Regions from separate parts of the Rattus norvegicus genome. Here region 2 is linked to region 1. Evidence: chromatin contacts called from public Hi-C data. All regions are on one chromosome and are shown on one strand. The core of a region is the stretch at or near the end of the contact, and the rest is flanking DNA. Distances in the headings are between cores, read along the strand shown. Region 1 holds the start of En1 (engrailed homeobox 1). Region 2 has its middle 280 kb from the start of Insig2.

Region 1 (7,233 bases), core at 2,513-5,012:
CTATGAGTTTAGGCCCTGGGACATTCTGTTTGGCCTCTCTGTTGATGTCAGGAAGAAAAGAAGGACCCTTGAGACTCCTCTCCATGGGGGCAGACAGGGCTGGGGAGAGGAGGAAGGTTCTGTTATCTCTCTTCTGAACCTGCTTGCCCCAATTTCAGGGTACAAAAGTCTTGAAATAACACAAACAAATGGGGGAGGCCACGGACAGTGATAACTCTTGCCTTGTTGTCCCCACCCATAAGCAAAACAAGGACCAAGAGATAATGGTGAAAGAGACAATCACAGCGGGGACCTGTGCTATCACCCCAAGATGAATGGCTGTGTAGGAAGGCCACAGGAACACTCTCCAAGAGGATGAGGCCTCTCTCAAATGCTAATGTGGAAGGTTGGTGTGGGGTCCAGTCGGGGAGAGAGAATTAGGTTGCAGGACCTTGGCTGGAGGGTTGAAGCCTGCTTCTTGACATTCTTGCCAGGATGCTGGCACTGAAAGGCTGACCTCAGTGATAGGTATGGGAGCCTGTGGACTCAAGTGATGCCCCTGTCCCGGCCGTTATTACCTAACCTGAAAGAAGGGTCTTGGCTGGCATGTGCAAACCTAGTCACTGGGAAAACTGAGTAACTGGATCTAGCAGCAGGCAAGCAGCTAGGGTCCCTAGCTGTTTGTGAGGAGGACCCCAGGCCTAACGATGTAGGAATCACATCCAGGTTGTCACTCCTCCCCATTAACCACCTTTGGAGAAGTATCTGGTCCCTGCTTCTCTGGTCTATAAAAAGGAAAGGAGCAAGGAACAAAGACAAGGCCTGTTCCAGAGCAAGTTGGGTTTAGATGAGTCATGAGCCAAGCAGGCAGGGATGACCCAGGAAATGTGTGCATCCTCCAAGAGACTCGGCTGCAGGAGGTGCGTCCCGAGCATGTTGTAGTAGTGTTGTTGTGTGCAGAGGCACGGCCACTTGTAATAAAATCGTAGCCTCCTGGCCAGCCCGACCCACTCAGCCTGACAGCTCAATCACTCTATCCATCAGGCGAGTCAATCAAAGCAGCTTTTCGGAGGTTCAGGGAGTCCGACGTGTCAATAACGGGGCTCGAGATGGCGGGGGCTGATAGCGCGCATCGATCCGCACCCGGCCCAAAGCAGCAAGGCTACAAGACACCAGCCAGCGGTGGGACGCCTGTGGCTACCTTTTGCCTGGCCCCCTGGCGGGCCCAACGCTGACCCTGGACCCAAGCCCCTGCCGTTCTCCTCGAGGCCTGCACGGCCCTCATAGAAACTCCTGGTCTGTGCAAAGAGCAGCAGGCCTGAGCCCCCTCTTCCAGAGCCCAGCAGCTGACCTTGGGTAGGTGCTACAGCAGCAGAAAAGAAAGCAGAGAATTGACCTAAGATAGACAGATAGCTACTAACGGGCACATTTGCGAAGGAGAGAGTGAAAGAAAGAAATCAAGGCCGAAGAGACAGGAGAGCCCTGCTGCTGGGCACATGCTGGCTGATTCCCTTGCCTAGGGTCCAGCTTTCGAACCTACCCCTGGCCTGCTTGCTTTGCTCTCCTAAGGCCTGCCAGCTCCAGCGAGCAGTGGCTGCTCACCTTTCTAGCCTTTCTCTACATTCTACCCACGCGGGTTGACTCCCCATACCCGGGCGGGGCGCAAGGGATGGCGCTTTTCTTTTTTCTGTCTCCCCCCATATCTGTCTTTATGAAAATGGACTCTCCATAGAATAATATCCACAGTGTTTGTTTAAAACACGCAGCAAAGAATATTTCTCTGATTCATTTCCCTGGCTAAATCCAGTGCTGGCAGGACTAAGACGATAGATGCAGATCCAAGCCACTAGGCCTATCTTCCCGCCAGCTCAAAGCGCCCTTTCCCTACTCAATATTTCAATAGTAATTATATATCTTTCTTCTAGATAATAAAATAAAATATAAAAATGACCCCAGGGCTCAGAGTTCGTAAAATCAAAGGACAGAAACTAGAGCCTTCTGTGCGTGCCAATAGCTGTGACTTCCTTGGTGGCAAAGGCCAGCATTGCAGAATCGAGCACACTTTGGGTTGTGACTGGGACCCGCGGCAAGAGAAGTCAAACATGAAGTTGATAGAGCTTCAAACCTGGCTTGCTCTCCCCAGAGCGGGGGGGTTTGGAAATTCTAGGACATGGCCAGGGCCTGAACGCGTGTGTACATCCGGGCCCCTGTACTCACCAGAGGATGGACGGTCCGAGTAGCGTGTGCAGTAGACCCAGGCGGGCCAGACTAGGGGTTGCTGCGAGTCAGTCTTGACTACCGGCCCACCGTTAGCCGAACCCATGAGTAGGATCGCGGGGTTGTGTTCCGGGAACTTGGCACCCTGCGCCCCAGGACTTCCTGCGCTGCCTCCACTGCCACCGCCACTGTCCGAGGGCTTCGATGCTGCGGCCGCCGCCGCTGCCACTGCCGCTGCAGCCGCTGCCGCGGCTGCAGCCGCCGCAGCAGCCGGGTTCCCCGCTTTGGATGCGCCCGCGCCGACGGCGGTGGCGGGCTGGGAGCCGTCGGGTGGGCCACAGTTCGCATCTGGAGCACACAAGAGCGAGGCAGCGCCCGAAGCTCGTGTGCCCAGAGAGTGGACAGGGTCTCTACCTGCACCAGTCTGGCTTCGGTCACGCTCCACGCGGCTTCCACCTCCTGCTGCACCTCCTCCGGCTGCAGCCGAAGCCACTAGGAGCTGCGGCAGGGGCTGTTCCTTTTTGCAACCAAAATCGGGCCTTAGAATGTTATCGATGAAAAAGTTGGTGGTGCGGTGCAGCTGGGCCGCGGGCTGCGGCTGGTGAGCAGGCGCCGCGAGATGCTGCGGTGGCGGCGGCGGCGGCGGCGGTGGCGGCGGGGGCGGGGGATGCGGGGGGAGGTGCGGGTGATGGGCCAGGGGCGGCAGGCAGGGTGCCGCAGGAGGCGACGGGGGCGCTGGCTGCGGGGACACCGGCACGCTGTCTCCATCGCTGCCGCTGCTGCCGCTGGCTCCTGGGCTGAGACTCAGGCTGAGGCCGCCCGGGGCCGCCGCCGCCACCACCGCCGCCGCCGCTGCCACCGCGCCGAGGCCCGAGTCGCGCTGACTTTTAGGCTCCGGCTGCTGTTCTTCCATGCTCGGCCGCCCGGCAGCCCTGGCCGCGGCGCCGGCCCCCGCCCCCCGCGCCTCGCTCCCCACCCCACTTTGCCAGCGGGCCCGTGGGGGTGCGCGGAGAGGAAGGAGGCAAGGCGAAGCCTCAGCGAAGGCACAGGGCGGGTACAGAAGGAAAAAAGAAAGCCGAGCGTCTGGCCTGGCTCTCGCCCGCTCTGGTGGAGCAAATCTCGCTCTCTCCCTCTCTCTAATTTGTAGACATCCAGATACAGTGAAGACACTTGGCTATTTTTTCCTTTTCTTTTTCTTTTTTTCTTTCAGCAACCAGATTTCAGTGATTGGTCTTAATGGGGGAGTAAGCCTCGGCTTAAAAAAATAAAAGGAGGAAAAAAAGAAAAGAAAAAAATGATTTTTTTAAGCTCCGAGATTTTTTCCTTAAAGGGAAAAAATAGTCTTTAAAGTCTAGCCATCTTCCTAGGCTGTAAAGAGGGGTTTGACTTCCCCAGTGTCACGCTCAGCTGTGCCCAGAGCGCGAGGCTGGCAGCGCCTTTAATCGCCTTTGCTTTTTTGCAGGGAGAGCGCGTCTCCGCCAGTGCCGGGCTCCGTTTTCCCCCCTGAAATCTCTGACAGCTCGGATCTTTGCACAAACTCTCTCGCTTAAAAAAAAAAAAAAAATCACCCAGGCACACTTTTTGCCTTCAAACCGGAAGCACGTGAGTCAGGGCCGCACGTGTGTAGGACCAATGGCGAGCCGGGACTCGCGCTGACACTCAGGGCTCGGCCCAATGGGCGCGCGCGGGACTTTGCGGATAAATAATCCGGGGGCGGCGGCCGTGGGTGGAGAGGGGGTGCAGAGGCTCAGGCCCCGTACGTCCGGCCTGCCCTGCCCCCATCTGTGCCCACGCCCCTCCCCCTCCTTCAGATCCGGACTGAAGAGGGCACGAAGAGATCCGAAAAAGCTAGAATTTGGGATGTAGACAGATAAGAGAAGCAAGTCCACAACTTGTTGGAGAAATACAGGATTATGGGTTCGTGCGCGCTGGGGACAGCGACAGGCGGCAGGGATTTGGGATACCATACCCCACCCCACCCCCACCCCCCGCGCGCCAAAGACATTTAGCTTATATTCTTATATTCTCTCCCTCTCTCCCTCCCTCCCCTCTGTCTCTGTCTCTGTCTCTGTCTGTCTCTGTCTCTGTCTCTGTCTCTCCTCTCTGTTCGAGTGTGTGTGTGTGTGTGTGTGTGTGTGTGTGTGTGTGTGTGTGTGTGTAAATGAATGAAACCAAAGAGATCCGGCATGAGTGAAAGACTTAGGTTATGTCTGGCTACTTTCAGAGATGTAGTTTTTTTCCTACTAATGGCAAACCCAAGAGGCCTGCTACACCTTGATGGCACTGTTGGTTTATGTCAATGGCTAGCCACACTGTCGTTTGAGATCCGCAAACATGCCCTTCCCTCTCTGGATCACCAACACCCCAAGCTGCCGAGATGGGGGTCTGTGAAGCCATGTCCAGAGCTCTAGTGCCGGCCTGGCTAAGGGGAATCCGGGTTGTTCTAACCTGGTAGAGTTGTCTCAAAAGCGAGCCTAAACCAGGCGACATGATGTGCCACCTTTCAAGGCCTAGGTTTGGGTTTCAACTTCAGGGAAACCTCTGTGTTAGATTTCCCTGCAAAGTAGAAATTAAACCAATAAAACTACTGCGCTTCAAATATTTGCCTTGGCTGGCTGAAGGCTGGACAACGGGTTGCCCTAATTCTAAGCTGAACTCGCTGGTATTGCTGCCCACTCCCGGGTGCCTTGGGGTGGAACCCTGAGGATTCTCGCCTCCAGTCGCTCCCACGCTGCTATATTATGGGCATTTCCTCTTTTCCCCGAATGGAGTACCTCAAAAGTTTTTCATTACCAAGGTTAGGGAGGGAAGGGTGGTTCTGGGAGCTGGAGTGATTTCCTGGAGAGCTGTTTTAGAGAGGGTCAGGTACGAATAGATTGTAGAAGCCTTCAGTCCAAGAAAGCCCTCTGCAAAGGAAGCCTTTCCCACCCAATGTTCTGTTGGAGATCCTGGCAGTCCCACGCTTCCTTGATCGCCATCCCCAAATGTTATAGTTTCTGACTACCTCTTTGGCACATAAAAGTTACACTCTCTACCCCTAGTTTAAAAAAAAAAGATTAAAAGTCACAGAGGCTAGATTGGGAAGAAAATACAACCAAACCCACCAGTCTAACCGGAGCAATGATGCAAAGTTTGTCCTGGGGACCCGAGGCAGACCGGAATTCGTCTTTTGCTTGGATTCATCTCGGCTCAGCCGAGGATCTCCCGACTTCCCGGGCCGAGTTTCCAAAAAGCACTGCGCTGGGGCTTGGTGGCAAGAACCTCTCCAGAGTTGAGTCTCTGGGGCCACAGCGGTCTTTCCAACTTTCTGAAGCCACTTCACATCCACTGTGCCGTCTCATGGGTTACCTTCTGTTTCTAACCCAAGGGCTCCCCGAAATCTCCAGTTGCCCTCACTCCTTCCCCCCGAAATAGGGGTGGGATTTTTATTTATATTTAAGTTCGCAAAATTGAAATCTTTATCCCGCAAGCGACCGTGGGTACTTAATTAAATTCTAATTAGGACACTATCAATATCCTATTTAGCCGCGTAGCTTTTGTGCACCGCGGTCCCTTTCAGCGCCGTAAATAGGGTCTCGACGCCTTATCTCGCCTGCAGGAGACGCCGTGAGAAGGGCTGCGGAAGATAATTTATAGGTTTTAATTACTCTTCATTCCGCCTGATCAGCTTGGCGTTCATCACAGGCCTGTGAATAAAACCCTGGTCAAAAGCTCTGTCACATAGCGCTGGCAAGACGTTTAATCAAAGTGAGCGGCCCCGCGCGCCGCGCGGCCCGGTCCTGTACGTAATTTCCAGCCAGCTGATAAAGCCAGCTGAATAATGCGGCGGCCCTTTGGAGACACCATTTACAGAAATGACTTTATTGACGGCTTAACGTCGGTAATTCATTTTACCTTTCATGTAGTAGAGCTCGGATTTGTTACAGTAATAGGATGATAAATGCATCCGCGGCCCACGAGCTCCGGCTGGATTAGGCGATGCTCCTCTACAGCGCGCTGGCTTGTTCCCCCCCCCACTCCACCCCCCAGATCCAGCCCCGGACGGATGCTCCTTTAGACCTGTCGCCTGAGCTCCACGACCCCCACCCAGGCTCCACGCCTTCCTCTCCCTCCTAAAACTGAACGTAGTGTAGGGAACACTATGTGACTGTGCTGACGTCCTGGCAAGCCTTGATGAGAGATGTGTGCAGACTGAGTGAGCAAATATTGGCTGAGACACTTGTGTGAGGGGTCCAGAGAACTCCGAGTCCAGGGCTGGCATGTGGGTGAGAAGCTACAGCGGGGGCAGGGTGAGTGGTGTGTTCAAGCATCGGGGAAAGGGGCTTGGTGTCTGTGTGCAGGGTGCATGCCAGTGTGACTGCGTTGGAGTCCTGGTGTTTTTCAAGATACTCTCCTCCCTCTGCCTTTGGTAGTTGAGGAATGTCTTGCCATTTGATAAATGCCCACGCCAGGATAGTAGACAGGTAAGGCAGCAGGAAGCAGGTTTGGGAACTGAGCAGAAATGAAACGCGTCTTCTCTCTCCAAACACATCCAGCTCCTGAGTCCTACGTACAGAAACTAATGGAGATCAGCACATCCTCCCAAGGATGTTTTAAGCCTCGGCTACGGTTACCCCTGCAAGAGGCATCCCAGCAGGACACAGAATGGGTATTACCTCCTTGTTAGACTCACTGTCCCCCTTGCCACCTTTTCATATCTAGCCCAAGTGAACTGGGGGTGGGGGGAACCACAAAGAAGAAAAGGATTTTTGCTTGATTCCAAATGCTAAAAGGTGTGAGAGTGTAAGATAGCCTTCTACCCCCAAAGCAACCCCCCTGGGCTAGGAAGCATGATACACTGAATAAAGAGAACCCCCAAACCCTCCAATCCCCCCCCCAGTAGTCCCTGAACATCCTCCATTCCTAGAGGCTCAACTCTGGCAAAGACATCTGGCCAGGCAGAGGGGAAAGTGTATATGTGCTTGAGAGAAAGAAAGGAGGGCTGCCGGGAACTTTTGAGACCAGACAAAGGATGTTTTCTAGTGGTGAAAACGAAGA
Region 2 (7,233 bases), core at 2,321-4,820, 450 kb before region 1:
GAGCTATGACCTTCTTGGAGTAAGTGTGTCCGTGTCACTGTGGGAGAAGGCCTGGATATACTCCTCCTAGCTGCCAGGAAGCTAGTCTTGTATCTGCCTTTGGATGAAGGCAGCTCCTCCTGCACCATGCCTGCCTGGACACTGCCATGCACTACCTTGATGATAATGGATTGAACCTCTGAACTTATAAGCCAGCCTCAGTTAAATGTTGTCCTTTATAAGACTTGCCTTGGTCATGGTGTCTGTTCACAATAGTAAAACCCTAACTAAGACAGCTATCACTTATGAGCTAGGTCATCTGTTATTGTTCTGTCTTAGTTTCCTCTAAAGATGCAATAATGATTTTCATCCAGACCTTTGTGCTAGTTATTGTTCTGGTTGCTATGGTAAAACATCCCCCCCAAAAAAGCAAATTAAGAGAGGGGGCTTTACTATGTGAGGTTTATGGTTTGAATGTGGAGTATCAGGAACATGAGGCAGCTAGTTACATTGTATCTACAATTAAGAAACAGAAAAAGGTTGAGTGCTGGATTCTCAACTCCCTTCTCCTTTGCATGCAACCTCAAATCCCACCCTGTAAAGTGGAGCCTCTCACATCTAGGGTGGCTTTTCTCATCTCAATGAACCTGACACCCAGAACATGGTCCAGAGATAACTTCAGAGGTTTATCACCTGAGTGATTCTACATCCTTTCTATGGTAAATGTATGAGCTCCCTGGCCCCTTTAAAGATCTTGTTAGAGTTTCTGTCTTGACCTTTCATCCTAAACCTGACCCTCATTTAGCTATTGTCCTTTTGCCAAAAACATTCAGTGAAATGGGGAGGACAGTCACATTCTTCAAACTTTGCTTTACAATGAAGAAATCAAGGTCTTGACATGAGGAAGACCCCAGGGACGGTCACACCTGTTGTCCCCTAGCCCACATTTTTTTTAAATTTGACTCAGGTGACAATTTAAGCATCATGCCTCCAGGTGGCCCACCCTGGTGGATTGGCACTAGTCACACATTGATTTATGCATGAAGTTAGCCTCTGTTTCTTAAGTCCGGAAGCTTCCCTGGCTTTTGAAAAGAATGTAGCGCCATCCTTTGCAGCTTTCCGGATACATTACTGAGTCTGTCCGACTCTCCAACAAGCCTGTGAGCATTTCTGAACCCTGCAGAGTGTGTCAGCAATGGCTGGTAGAGAAGGTAATGCAGGTATCTTTGCGGTGTGCCTGTTTAGTGATTTCCAAAGGAGAACTCCCCTAAATATTGTTTCGTTGACGCACGCAGAGAGGCTGGAGGGAGGTGATCCTTATGCTCGGCAGCTGGAGAAAACCAGCTTGTGGATGCTACAGTGAAGTGGAGTTTATTGTCTTACTACTTTGCGAGGTCAGAACTAGGATGCTCACCATGCAACAGGGCTGGGATTCCCATGAGGTCGCTCCTAGACTTTACAGTGCTACACACTCCTCGGAGAAGCTGGGACTTCCGTCCCATGAGTCCTATGGAGGTTACTGTGAGATACATGTGTTGAGTTCTTATACACACATTATCCAATGGAAGCCTCCCAGGACACTGCCGTGTATCTACCATATACCTTTTATTGATGGAACAAACGATGAGGCTCAAAATAACCTAGAGGTTTATTCAGAGACAACTGAGTACAAAGCAAATTTCCATTGAATTGAATCCCCCAGAGTCCTGTAAGCTTTTTACATTTCTTGTTCTAGTTTTCTCACTAACATGAAAAACATTAGGGGTGGTAGCACATGAATCAGTAGAAATCACGCATCTGGGAAGTAGTAACCGCTGACTTACTGGTTTGTTCTTGTTGTTTCTTTTGTTTTCAGACAGAGTTTTATGATCCTATGCTACTCAAAATTACTCTGTAGCTGAGGATGACTTTTAACCTCCAGTCTTCTTGCTTCTACACACTGAGTATTGGAATTATCAGCATACACCACCACATCTAGTTTATGTGGCACCAGGGATTGAACCTGGAGCTTCATGCATGCTAGGCTAGCACTCTATCTACTGGGTTGCTCGTTCAACCTTCTGCTGACATACCGGATTAAACATATCTACTTCACTTTTCAGCAGTTGGGTTTCTAACTGCTGGAGCTGGAGATACAATGGCTTAGTAAAGAGTGTATGTTGTTTTTGCAGAGGTCTTGAGTTTTGTTCCCAGCATCCATGTACAGAGGCTCACACCACCTGTAACTGCAGCTCTTCACCTGGTCTCCATCCACACCTGCACTTATGTGCACATCCTTACACACACACACACACACACACACACACACACACACACAAACACATACAATACACACACATATACACACACATACACACACAAACACATACACACATATACACACACATACACACACAAACACATACACATATACACACACATACACACACACAAACACATACACACACAAACACATACACATACACACACATACACACACGAACACATACACACACATATACACACACATACACACACACAAACACATACAAACACAAATACATACACACACAAACATACACACACAAACACATACACACACATATACACACAAACACATACACAAACAAACATACACACACAAACACATACACACACATATACACACACATACACACACAAACACACACACAGACACACATACAAACATATACACACATACACACACAAACACACAATACACATACATATACACACACACAAACACACACATAGGCATATACACACATACACATACATATACACACAAACACATACACAAGCACACGCACATACATATATACACATATACACATATACACAAACACACATACACACACAATAAGCTTTTAAACTATTTTTATGAAATAAGATTCTATAAAATGTGTTGTTACCTATTCTTTAACCATAAATGCAGACTACCCACATTTCTGTTTTGTTTTTACCTACAAGGTCATGTCTAGTGATTGCAAGTAAAATTCCAGTTTCTATTTCACCAGAATGTATTTAGTGAGACTTTATTACATGATGAGATTGTACAACGATTTAGGCCACTCCCAAAGTTCTGTTATTACAGAGGATTGCACAACAAGCAGACTAAAAAAATCCTTTATGCACATCTATTATTAAAGTAAATTTTTACAAGTAACTTCAGTAGGCATGTCATCAAATTGCTTTACAGGGAAGGAATAGCAAACTTACCCCAGCAGCAGTATAGTGGGGAGCTCCCCTCTCACAGCACTGGCCGGCAGTAGATGTGAGAACTTTGAAAACTCTTGTTAGGTCTTTTATTTTGAATTAAATGTGAGACTCTGGGAATGATTCATTCACAACTGCCTAAGGAAAGCTTGGTGGGAAACATGTACGTGCTCATTAAAAATTTCATGAGGTTCCCAGACACTCAGAGACTCATACTCTCCTCCCTGTATTGAGGAAGCTCAGAGAAACAAGAAACATTCTCCCCCAGCTATGACTTTGTTGCCATCGAGGCACATGGGGTTCACCGGGTGTGTCACTGTTGGTCTACTGTGACTCTTAGTGTTCCTAGAGGCAATGTGCTAACAAGGAGGCCCTAGTAGTACAATATGGAGTCATGCAGCTATGTGACTCATGAGGTGACTCGGGCAAGACCATGCAGACTGCCAGGAGCCAACCCATAGTCACGCAACTTTCAGATCTGGACACATGAAGGGCGTACTCTCTGGCGGGTGCCCCTATCTGGGTGTTATCTTTGCTGATGTGTAAGGTACTGCATCAGGTCTTTTACATCAACATCATGATTTTTGAACCAGCAGGTTGCTGCTAAGGTCACAGAGACCTCAGGTCACATAGCAAGTGCTCATGAGGAAGACTGAGGACAACTAATCTAAAGCATGGGTTTTCCTTCCTCTGGTTTTATGCTCTAATTACTATGCTTTTGAAGACCCCAATGGCTCCAGCTGCCTCAGTGTCTCCTTCTGTTTGCCTCACACTCTACATTAAGAGTGTGACAGGCAGAAAGCTATTCTGCAGCAGTGTGTCAGGACATGGGTCTACATTCGGCTGTTTGTGCTTTCAGGTGACAATGCCACCTGAATCTTTCAGCATAATATCTAGTTTTATGACAGGTCCATATTGTACATTGTCAACTGTAGGCAAAAGGAAATTTAGGGAAGAGAGAGGAGGGTGATAAGGCAATGGATGATAGGCATGAATCTAGTCCAATAACTTATGAAAAGATGCTTGACTCTTTTCTCTTTGACAATGGAGATGAAGACCCTCAATTTGGAAGTCTACAAGGTCTGTGTATGAACAGAAGAAATGAAGAGACTCAGGGCATATGCTATCCTCTGGGTAAACAACAGTATCTTCTGAGTCTAGTGCGTGTGTGCCTGTGTGTGTGTGTGTGTGTGTGTGTGTGTGTGTGTGTGTGTGTGTGTGTGTGTGTAGGCCAGAAGTCAACTTCAAATTTTATTGAGGATGGTCATCTATCTTTTGAGACAGGGTCTCTCCAAGGCACTTGGGGGCTCACTGGTCAGCCAATGAGGCCTAAGAACCCCACATTTTCCTTTCTCCCTTGCTCTGGGATTATAAATGTATGATACCACTCCTGCCTTTCTGAGGATTGCTTTCTGAGAATTGAAATTGGGTTCTCACATTTGTGCAGCAAGCTCTTCAAAGACCAAGTTCCCTCTGCGGTCCTTTTCTCGTCTAGAACTTTGGGTGAATCCCAGGGGCTCTTTGTGACCTTTGGCAAAGGCTCTACACCCTGGATGTGGCATGGAGTCCTCCATGGGAAGCATTTCTTAGGTTCTTCTGTGTAGGAACCTGGGATATGTCTCCTCTTCATTTCCCATTGGAATCACCAGTGAGGCTACAGCTCACCATTGATGCCATTGATGTCATTTTTTCCTGATAAGAGCCAAACCATCATGTGACAAACTGATTTTATAACAGGGGAAGATCTATATCTAATATTAAAACTCCTTCTTTCCAAATTTCCTCTTATAAGTTAGCTTATGGTGATTTACCATTACACTGTGGTTATATTGATATTTTTCTGAAATATTACACAACAGATACTGCTGAAGAAGCCAGTGGGAGAAGATTCCTTTCCATGGTGTGGTTTAGTGCAGTAATTACCACTAATCATAGCAGTAATGAGCCCCATTCACCTAGAGCTATAAACACTCAAATAATAGCCCATAGACTCTGCAAGGGTGTGCTGCTTTTGCAACTGGAGATCATGTTCACAACATGAGATCATTCGATTTCCACACCAGATGGGCGGGAGGGGAACTGTGCAGCAAGCAGACCCATTTCAGGCAGGATGAGAAAAGGTTAAAATGGCCGGCTTAGGTCACACACCACATCAATGGCCAATGAGAACAAGGTCTTAATCCCAGCCTTGCTGGCCCTGTGTCTTCTTTAGAGCACTCGGGATAACATCATAGGACTTGTTTTTTGACCATCTATGAAAATTTAAGATTCCTTCACTCAGGGTTTGATCCCCAGCACTGAATGAATTGGGCATGTTTGCACACCTGTAATCTAAATAACTCTAGCAATGAAGGACAGCCTGGGTTATATACAACATTGTCTTGAAAAGAAAAAGGGAAAAAATCAGGAGCTGGAGAGATCGTTCAGTGTTAAAGAGCACTTCATGCTCTTACACAGGGCTCCATGATGTCTGTCAACCCTTTCTTCCCACAAAATGATCCTGCCTTCCCCTTTCATCTACTATGTCCATCCCCATCAAGATGGGACAGGCTCCAGAGCTCTATGAAGTACCCGGGCAGCTTCTCACAGGCCCTTTCTGTTCTGAAATCAAGAACAGACCCCTCAGGTCCATACGTGTTGTGGATGGTAGGGTTCTTTGGTGGGAGATACTGTTCCCAATCTATGTGGCTGTGAGTCTGAATGATGAAAGGCATTTATTGCCTTTCTTACGAAGGACACCTTAATATCTAGGAGTAACACACAGACATATATCTGTCCAGAGGAACATATCCAGATCTTAAATCAGCTTATAGGCAGCCCCTTGTGATAAAACTGAGGTTCCTCAAATGACATTTATCAAGAGACAGTGTGATTTTTGACCAAAACTAAAATTTCCTGTCTCCAATTTCCCATCATTTCAATATTATCTCCCTCTTGTCCTGTAACTTCAGTCCAATCCCGCAAGTGAATGAGAGCCTTTACTTTGGCGCCTTCCTCCATCCCATAATAAATAGTTACTATCTTACTGTTTTTATGGGGCTGCCTTGCCCTCTACAAGAATCGCAAGCCACCACACATTCCCCAGACGTCTGCAGATGCCCCTTTTGTTGTCAAGGAAGCCAAGGCTGTCAGTCATTTTTAACTTTTAATTAAGATGTTCAGAAAAAAAGGAAAGCCTATAAAAGATTCTGGATAGTTTCTAATTAATGTTTCTTGAAGTAGAGACCTGTGTTTGCCTCCATATTAACTCAGGGACATTTATATTCACGAGTCTCTAACCCATGATTATACTTCCGTCCACACAGTCTATGGGCCCATTTCCAGTTACTGAAGTCAGCTTGGCAAACCATGCTGGCTACACTGTTTTGTAGTTTTTTTTATTGGCATGTTTAATACAATAATAATACTTCATTATGATATTTCCATGCAGGTATACAATTATTCTGATCATATTTATCCCCTTTATTCTGTCTTGTCCCTTCCTCCTCATGTAGACACCCTCCTTCTTCTCAATGAGTCTCTTTTTATTTAGACGGCATTTGGTGATCCAGTGAGATTAACTGCTTATAGTAGCGTGGGCAACTTACTAGTGGTCATACTGCTGAAGAAAATCTCTCTTCCTCGCAAGTGTACTGTCCCAATCATATGAAAAGCTTCCCCTTCCCCAGCTTCTCCTTCCAGCTGTACTGAGTCAGTACTGAGAACTTCCCAAACACACCATTTTTTTCTAGTTTCAAGGATGGATAGCCATTGCTCTTCATTCAATCTGTGATCATCACCCCTCATTCCCTTTAAAGATCTCACAGTTAGCACAGTTCCCAGACTTATAGGTTAAAGCTCTCTCCTTGGCTCTCTTTAAAATACCAGTGTCCACTCCTTGATGTATTCTAGCCACAAATCCTGCTTCTGCACTCCTTGCATTAGCAAGTCAAATGATAATGAGACATCTCTTATTTTTTTCCTCTCTCTGTTGTTTTTCCTTAGAAGTCTCTTCTAGTCTACTATATGTAAATGAGGCTTTCAACCTCTTGGAGTCCT

The links. Hi-C and Micro-C count contacts between places; a contact is called where the count stands out from the background.
Region 2: a Hi-C map of the Rat2 cell line shows a contact between it and region 1, with 3 times the contacts expected there. The contact joins the enhancer-like site here to the promoter of En1 in region 1. A contact is called at or near these places in 4 of 12 Hi-C or Micro-C datasets (the Rat2 cell line, Schwann cells, kidney and 1 more).

What each region holds. Positions count from the first base shown.
Region 1 is chr13:34,300,213-34,307,445 of GRCr8, reverse strand. En1 (engrailed homeobox 1) reads right to left here and starts at 3,762. Exons shown (of 2, transcript NM_001398705.1): 1 at 2,197-3,762. The coding sequence starts at 3,109.
Region 2 is chr13:34,754,463-34,761,695 of GRCr8, reverse strand. No RefSeq gene overlaps it. Among named protein-coding and RNA genes, the nearest start is that of Insig2, 280 kb to the left of the region's middle. Within about 2 kb of position 3,570, at least 3 of the 93 cell types and tissues checked have an H3K27ac peak or open chromatin away from gene starts, as enhancers often do.